Regions from separate parts of the Mus musculus genome. Here region 2 is linked to region 1. Evidence: chromatin contacts called from public Hi-C data. All regions are on one chromosome and are shown on one strand. The core of a region is the stretch at or near the end of the contact, and the rest is flanking DNA. Distances in the headings are between cores, read along the strand shown. Region 1 has its middle 37 kb from the start of Ccdc130. Region 2 has its middle 10 kb from the start of Gpt2.

What was found. Hi-C and Micro-C count contacts between places; a contact is called where the count stands out from the background.
Region 2: a Hi-C map of embryonic stem cells shows a contact between it and region 1, with 9 times the contacts expected there. The contact joins two enhancer-like sites. A contact is called at or near these places in 5 of 484 Hi-C or Micro-C datasets (the G1E-ER4 cell line, the HPC-7 cell line, embryonic stem cells and 1 more) and 1 of 115 datasets of contacts at active chromatin or transcription factors (astrocytes).

Annotation. Positions count from the first base shown.
Region 1 is chr8:84,305,829-84,308,998 of GRCm38.p6, reverse strand. No RefSeq gene overlaps it. Among named protein-coding and RNA genes, the nearest start is that of Ccdc130, 37 kb to the right of the region's middle. Within about 2 kb of position 1,473, at least 5 of the 459 cell types and tissues checked have an H3K27ac peak or open chromatin away from gene starts, as enhancers often do. A contact at or near this core is called in embryonic stem cells, where this site is marked.
Region 2 is chr8:85,480,788-85,484,435 of GRCm38.p6, reverse strand. No RefSeq gene overlaps it. Among named protein-coding and RNA genes, the nearest start is that of Gpt2, 10 kb to the left of the region's middle. Within about 2 kb of position 2,370, at least 85 of the 459 cell types and tissues checked have an H3K27ac peak or open chromatin away from gene starts, as enhancers often do. A contact at or near this core is called in embryonic stem cells, where this site is marked.

The DNA.
Region 1 (3,170 bases), core at 224-2,723:
TGCCTCAGCATGGGCTCACTGAAGCACTCCCTTTCCCCATTCCTCACCACACCTCCATAGAAATATTTTTACCTGTTTATAAACACATCAATAGGTACAATATAGACTTTGTTATTTTATTTTACACCTTTTTTTGTTTATTAAAATTTTATTATAAATAATTTGTGATTTTAAAAAAATCACTGCATGAAATTACAGACACAAAATGTATCCACCTCAATGAACTTCTGTTCAGTTGGAACAGCCATTCTGAAACTGGAGTTTCACTTTGGCCAGGCTGGCCTTGAACTTACCACTCTCTTGCCTTAGCGTCCTAAGTGGGACTCACAGGCCTGTCCCACTATAACTGCTTCCTGGTGGCTTAACTGGTTGCTTTATGTTTTCTGTAAAAGGCCAGAAGGTTTTGGTTTGCAGGCCATGTGGCCTCTGTTGCTCTGATGCAATAAATCCTGCTCTGCTGCTGCAAGTGACAATAAACTTAAACAGTACAGACAGAAAGCCTGTTGCTCAGCAGATAAGTGGGGACTGGCTTAGCTTGTGCCCTTGGGGTATTCAGGCACCAGTGCAAGCTGGGGTGCGGGGGGGGGGGAGGACTTCTCCGAGGAGGTTTTTAGAGTTACAGCTCTCTTTATTCAGGGGTAAATAAGGGCTGTATAAACCTTGGGGAGTGGGTAGGGGTTTCCAAGGTGTGTGTACATTACTGACTGGGGGTGAGGTGCTGGGAATGCTTCATTTACACAAAGAAGAATTCCAGGTGCTTGCTGTAGGGAGAAGAGAAGTTAAACTTGTAATATGGCCATCAGGCTATGTGACTATATCAAGAGTGATGAAGGTGGGAGTCCCAAGGATAGCACTGTGGCATCAGACAGGGAGGTGAGCGAGCCTTACTCTTGCTGTCTCAGAATGAGATTTTCGGGTTTTGGACTTGTCAGGGCCTAAGTCTTGCTCCAGGCATGCTCCCTGACAACCATTCCACATCTCGTGGGTCAGTTTGTATCACAATTAAGAAAGCATACTGTGCTTCCAGAGACCTGAGATTGGTATCCAGCATCCCTGTATCAGGCAGATTAAAGCTATATGTAACTCCAGCTCCAGGCCTCTGCAGGCACCAGACATGAGCATACCCGACTATAGCTCAGTTGGCAGAGGCCCTGAGTTTTCAACAATAACCAGGCATGGTACCACAAGTCTGTCATCTCAGTATTGTTCTTGTGACTTTCCTGTATGTCTGAACACAGCCTAAATGAAATGCTAGTAAAATGTCATACAGTTTATTGCTGGGGTTTATGTGTTTGCATGAGTGTCTGCCACTCATATGCAGGTGCCCTTAGAAGGCAGAAGAAGGTGTCCAATCTCCTGGAGCTAGAGATTCCAGTGAATGGGGTACAGCCACCCAGTAGGGATGCTGAGAACAGGCAAATGTGCATACTCACACCTACAATCCCAGCTCTTGTATAGTGTTTTGCATGAGAATGTCCCCCACAGGCTCCTGTATTTGAACACTTAGTCTGGTGTTGGTGCTGATGTTTGGGGAGACCCAGAAGGTGTGGCCTTGCTTGAGGAAGTATCTCACTGGAAGTAGGCTTTGAGCATTTACACTCTCTGCTTTGTGTCTGGGGTTCAAGATGTGAACTTTCCGCTTGCGGATTCGGCCACGATGCCTGCTTCCATGTTGTCCCCAGCCATCATGGCTTCTAACCCTTGTGGAACCAAATAAACTCCTCCTTCCTGTAAGTTGCCTTGGTCATAGTGTTGTATCACAGCAGAAGTAACTAACACAACTTGAAAAGCTGGAGGACTGAAGCAACTTCTAGGCCAGCCTGGAATATAGAGTATGAGACTGTCTCAAAATACAAAAACAACATGTTGGGCTTCTTAAAATACTAATTAATTGATTGATTTGGGGGAGGAGGAGCTTGTCTGCCCTGGTTTGCATACAGAGACAAAAGACAATCTGTTAGAGTCAGTCCTTTCCTTCCACCATATGGATGTCAGAGATCCAACTTACAGCACCAGGCTCAGGGGAAAGTCCCTTTACCTGATGATGTTTCACTACACACACACACACACACACACCGTTCTGAGACAGTCTCATGTAGCCCAGGCTGGTCTGGAACTCCCTATGTAGATGAGGATAGCCTTGAGCCTCCAGTCTTCCTGTCTCCACCTCCTGAGTTCTGAGATTTTACAGGCATGCTTTACCACACACAGTTCATGTGGCCCTGGGGATGGAATCTAAGGCCTCATGCAGTTTAGGCAAACATTTTACCAACTGAGCTATGGCTAACTAATTTTTTCAAACTTTATTTTAAATAATGGTTCTTAAATGCTTAGCTTGAATATTTTAACCTCCCTTGTCGCCCACCACCCAGGTAGTGGAAAAGAAAGGATTCAGGGTGGGAGTGGGGTAGGGGAGAGCGGACCTTTTTTTAGAGAGGTTCTTTGGAGCAACTCCCATCTGTGTTGTCTGGAAATCGGCAGTTCAGTTCACAGGCAGCGGCAGCTCAATCCACTCACAAACATTTCAGGGATACACCAGCCATCTAGTTTGGTAGAGCTGAATTAGCAACAGCGGTGACATGACCTAGCAGAGACAGCCAGGCCTCAGCCTCAGCTTGAGTCAGCAGGAGGGACCAACAGGAACACCAGGAGTTCTCTGCTGTGCCTCTCTCAGGGAAGTAAAGATCAGTGAAGACTAGAGACCTACAAGCATTGCACAGCTAGCTGTACTAACAAGCCAAGCTCTGTCTCTGTCTCTCCATGGAGTCCATTTATACCCTTTAAGCATCACATGTCCTCCACGTGCCTTGCCACAGCACAGGTCTTGCCTCCAATCAGCCTGAATCCAAGGAAGTAGGCAAGAAACTGCAGTACACCACTAGAAATTTTTTGGAGTACTTCTCTGGACAGAGTTCCAACAAATGCAGCAGTGTAAGGTGGACCAATTCATGTGCGTTATTAGCAAAGAATCCTTCATCACGTGCCCTTTCGTGTGCTTCCTTTAGCAGAACATCCTCTCTCCTGTATCTGCTTCAGTGAAACATTCCTTCACTAGTCTGCCTTAGTCATTCTCCTGTGTCCACTTTAACGAAATGTTCCTTCACATGTTCACCCCAGCAAAACACCATCCAACTGACTTTCCAAAGAACCCTTCAGGTTCCACTTCAGCC
Region 2 (3,648 bases), core at 1,121-3,620, 1.2 Mb before region 1:
AGGAGCAGCAGCGACTGGTAGAGGCCCAGCAGCCCTCCTAGCTCCAGCTTCCCCTCAGAAAACTGTAATGCTTTGGTTGTTCTGGCCACACCGGAGCCCCAAGAGACCTTTCACTCTCACCAGCAGGGCAAAGGATTCCCTGCCAGCCACTCTCCAATATTCAGACCAACGCAGACCAACACCCCATCACTATATTAGAGACCAAGTGTTCAAATGCCTGGTAATATGGAAGACATCTAATTCAAACCACCACAGGTTCCCTGGAACTGCAATTATAGGTGTTAGCATTCTAAGTTCCGCCCCACAGTTACCTGGCAACAGTCAGGTATGCCTGACTCACTATAAAAGGGCCTGCTTGCCCCACTCCTCTGTCTCTTGCTTTCTTGCTCTTGCCTTGCTCCCACTCTCTCCCTATTCCCCTCCCCCTCTCTCCATATGCTCATGGCCAGCCTCTACTTCTCTCTCTCTCTCTGCCTCTACTACCCTCTTGACTCCTTCCCTGAATAAACTCTATTCTATATTCATATGGCTGGTCCCTCGGGGGGAAGGGATGCCTCAGCATAGGCTCACAGAGGCACCCCCTTCTCCCATACCTCATCACACGTCCATAAAATATATCCCCCCCTTTTTTTGAGGGGGGCGTTGAGACAGGGTTTCTCTGTATAGCCCTGGCTGTCCTGGAACTCACTTTGTAGATCAGGCTGGCCTCGAACTCAGAAATCCGCCTGCCTTTGCCTCCCGAGTGCTGGTCTTTATCTTTTTTTAATATATTTTTAAAAGATTTATTATTATACATAAGTACACTGTAGCTAACTTCAGACACCAGAAGAGGACATCAGATCTCATTACGGGTGGTTGTGAGCCACCATGTGGTTGCTGGGAATTGAACTCAGGACTTTTGGAAGAGCAGTCAGTGCTCTTACCTGATGAGCCATCTTGCCAGCCCTCTTTATCTTTTTATAAACACTTCATACGGTTCTGTGACTGGGATTTAGAAACTCTGCAGGTTTGCATCCCCCTGCTATCACATGGAGAGCCAATGCTCCCGAGCCAAACTTTGGAGAACTGCTAAGCCCACTGCCCACACTGCTCAGAGTAAATGTCTCCATGGTCCCAGGGGAGAGTTCTTGAGCTCAGAGCTACCCCTGTACTGTCCTTGAGGATAGAGACATTCAGTCGTTTCACTGACCCCTTCTAGGACTTTTCCCTTGGGTGAGATTTTCCTCTCTCCTTTGAGACCATTTCTTTATCAATGCTGAGAAATCCCTGAGCCCGGGTGAACTGTTCTCTATAGCACTGGGACACTGGCCCAGAGTTTAGCCCCCAGCCGCCACATGACAACATGGTGGTCTGGCCTGTGCTAGAATCTCTCTGTTTATCTATAATGCCCTCAGGACTCTGGTAGGGCAGTTAATAACCCTATTCTCTTACCCATGGGTCAGTCTTCACTTCCTTGTCCCTATTTACTGGACTGCCTTGATCTAATTCACAGTAAGCAGAAAACAATATCTCTACATGGCCATTAACCTGGCACTTTCTCGCCAGTGTAGGCTTCCCCACCCCCCTCCCTCATTTGTTCACTCCCAAAAATATGGCTACTGTCACCACTGGTTTGCCTCTGGAAAAGCAGGTCTGGCCCCACCTGCCCTTCCTCCTCTCGTATTTCCTCCTCAGCTCTGCTCCAAGTTTGCCATGTGAAAAGCGGGTCTGGCCCCACTCTTTGCATCCTGCCAGGGACTCTGTGAGACTTGCTTTCCCACAAGCAGGCAACCATCTGCCGCCCCTACACTTGTGCTCTCTCTCACTCAGGACTCCTGTGCTCTGCCCACCACCGCCCTTACTTGACTGCCTGCTACAGCCACAAGAAAAACAGCTTTCTTTCGGTCTCCTTTGGACTCTGTTAATTGAAAAGCTGTTTTCTAGGGGGCAACCACATGGTCCATCTGTAACGCCCTCTTCTGGAGAGTCTGAAGGCAGCTACAGTGTACTTACATATAATAAATAAATAAATCTTAAAAAAAAAAAAAGAAAAGCCATTTTCTGTGCGCACACACACTTACACATGTGCGCTCGACCGTCTGCCTGTGCTTGTTCATGTGCACACACACACACCTGTGTTGTGAGTTCTCTCTCTCTCTCTCTCTCTCTCTCTCTCTCTCTCTCTCTCTCTCTCTCTCTCTCTGGCAGGGACTCAGAAAGTGAGTGGCTAACCCCACTGTGCACTACAAGAATAGCGTGCATGTTGCTGGGATACTGAACAAACTACTTCAGGTGCTTCCCTTCCTCTGCCCACCGTGGGGTGGTGCAGTGCCAGCTCGCAGCTAGAAGTACTGGTCTGGGACTTCCGGCTACTAGGAGGAAGCTCTGCCCCACTTGCCTGTGTCAGAGCCATGCGCACCACAGAATGGCACTTCCCCCTTAACACCGTTGTTGCTGCTGCTGCTGCCCCCGCCGCCACCACCATTCAGCAGCGCTGTAGCCCTGTGTGCCTTGGGGGCCCACGCTACTATTGTGCTCCTAGTGATCTGTGCTCCTCAGGCTGTGGGCTGCACACCAGTTCCCCCTCCACCCAAGTGCACTCCTGGTGCCTCAACTGCACATGTGTGTGTCTGCCTGTCCCTCACTCCACAGACTAGCCATTCCCCAGGCTTGCCTGCCTGCTTAGTTCCTGTCACAGGCCTGAACCCAGTGGGACAAACTCATTTTCTGTCCCCACGATCTCAAGCCACTACTGCCAGCTCTCTTACTCTGGTCCACGCCAACTCTAAGCCATGTGTTTTTCTACTAATACAAAATGTGTTTTTCTCTACTTACACAACCTGTCAAAGTTACTTACGATTTTTATTCCTATCCTATCTTGATAAATAATGATTTTTGCTACTGCCATTAAATCATGGTACACTCTATTCAGATATAACCAATCGATACAGCCCTCACTCTTGTCAGAAGTCTTCTCACTATTAATATATTTAAGTTCATGACTAATAGAATCTCCTGAAGTCTAACAGTTCTGAGACCCAAAAGGTCTCAGAAGAATTGGACACAGCTACAAGATACTGCCTGGATTGTGGTGTGATAACCACTGAGAAACGCAATGGACAAAACTGGATACCCTGAGTCAAATGACTTATATTGCCTATATCAAGGTAAGTCATTTCTTATAGCACATGTATCCTTTTCACAGAGAAAAAGGCTCTATATCTTCTGGGCTTGGAAGCCAGACTGACTCTGCCCAAATTGCCATGGAGACCATAGAGGCCATAAGAAACTGGACTATAGGTGAACTCTGTCATTTTTAAAATAATATATGCCTACTAGATTATAATTTATTCTTCCTCAGATTTCTGACTACATTGACAGCTAAGGTAACTGTAGGTTGACAGCTAGGAGACAGAGCTAACTTCTTACCTAAACTCAGTTTCCATCAATTAAATGCTTCATATTTCTTCTTCTTGCTATGCCACTGTCCTAACACTATTCGAGTTCTTATAAATTTGCCTAACTCAAGTGAAACATTTCACTATACGATCCAACTACATAATCACAAATTCTTGTTCCTTCTGACCCACAAAAGGCTCATCTTAAAGACTATACATGTTGTTAGCTTATGTTGTTATCTCTTTTGTAAACTTATAAGCTACAGGAAAC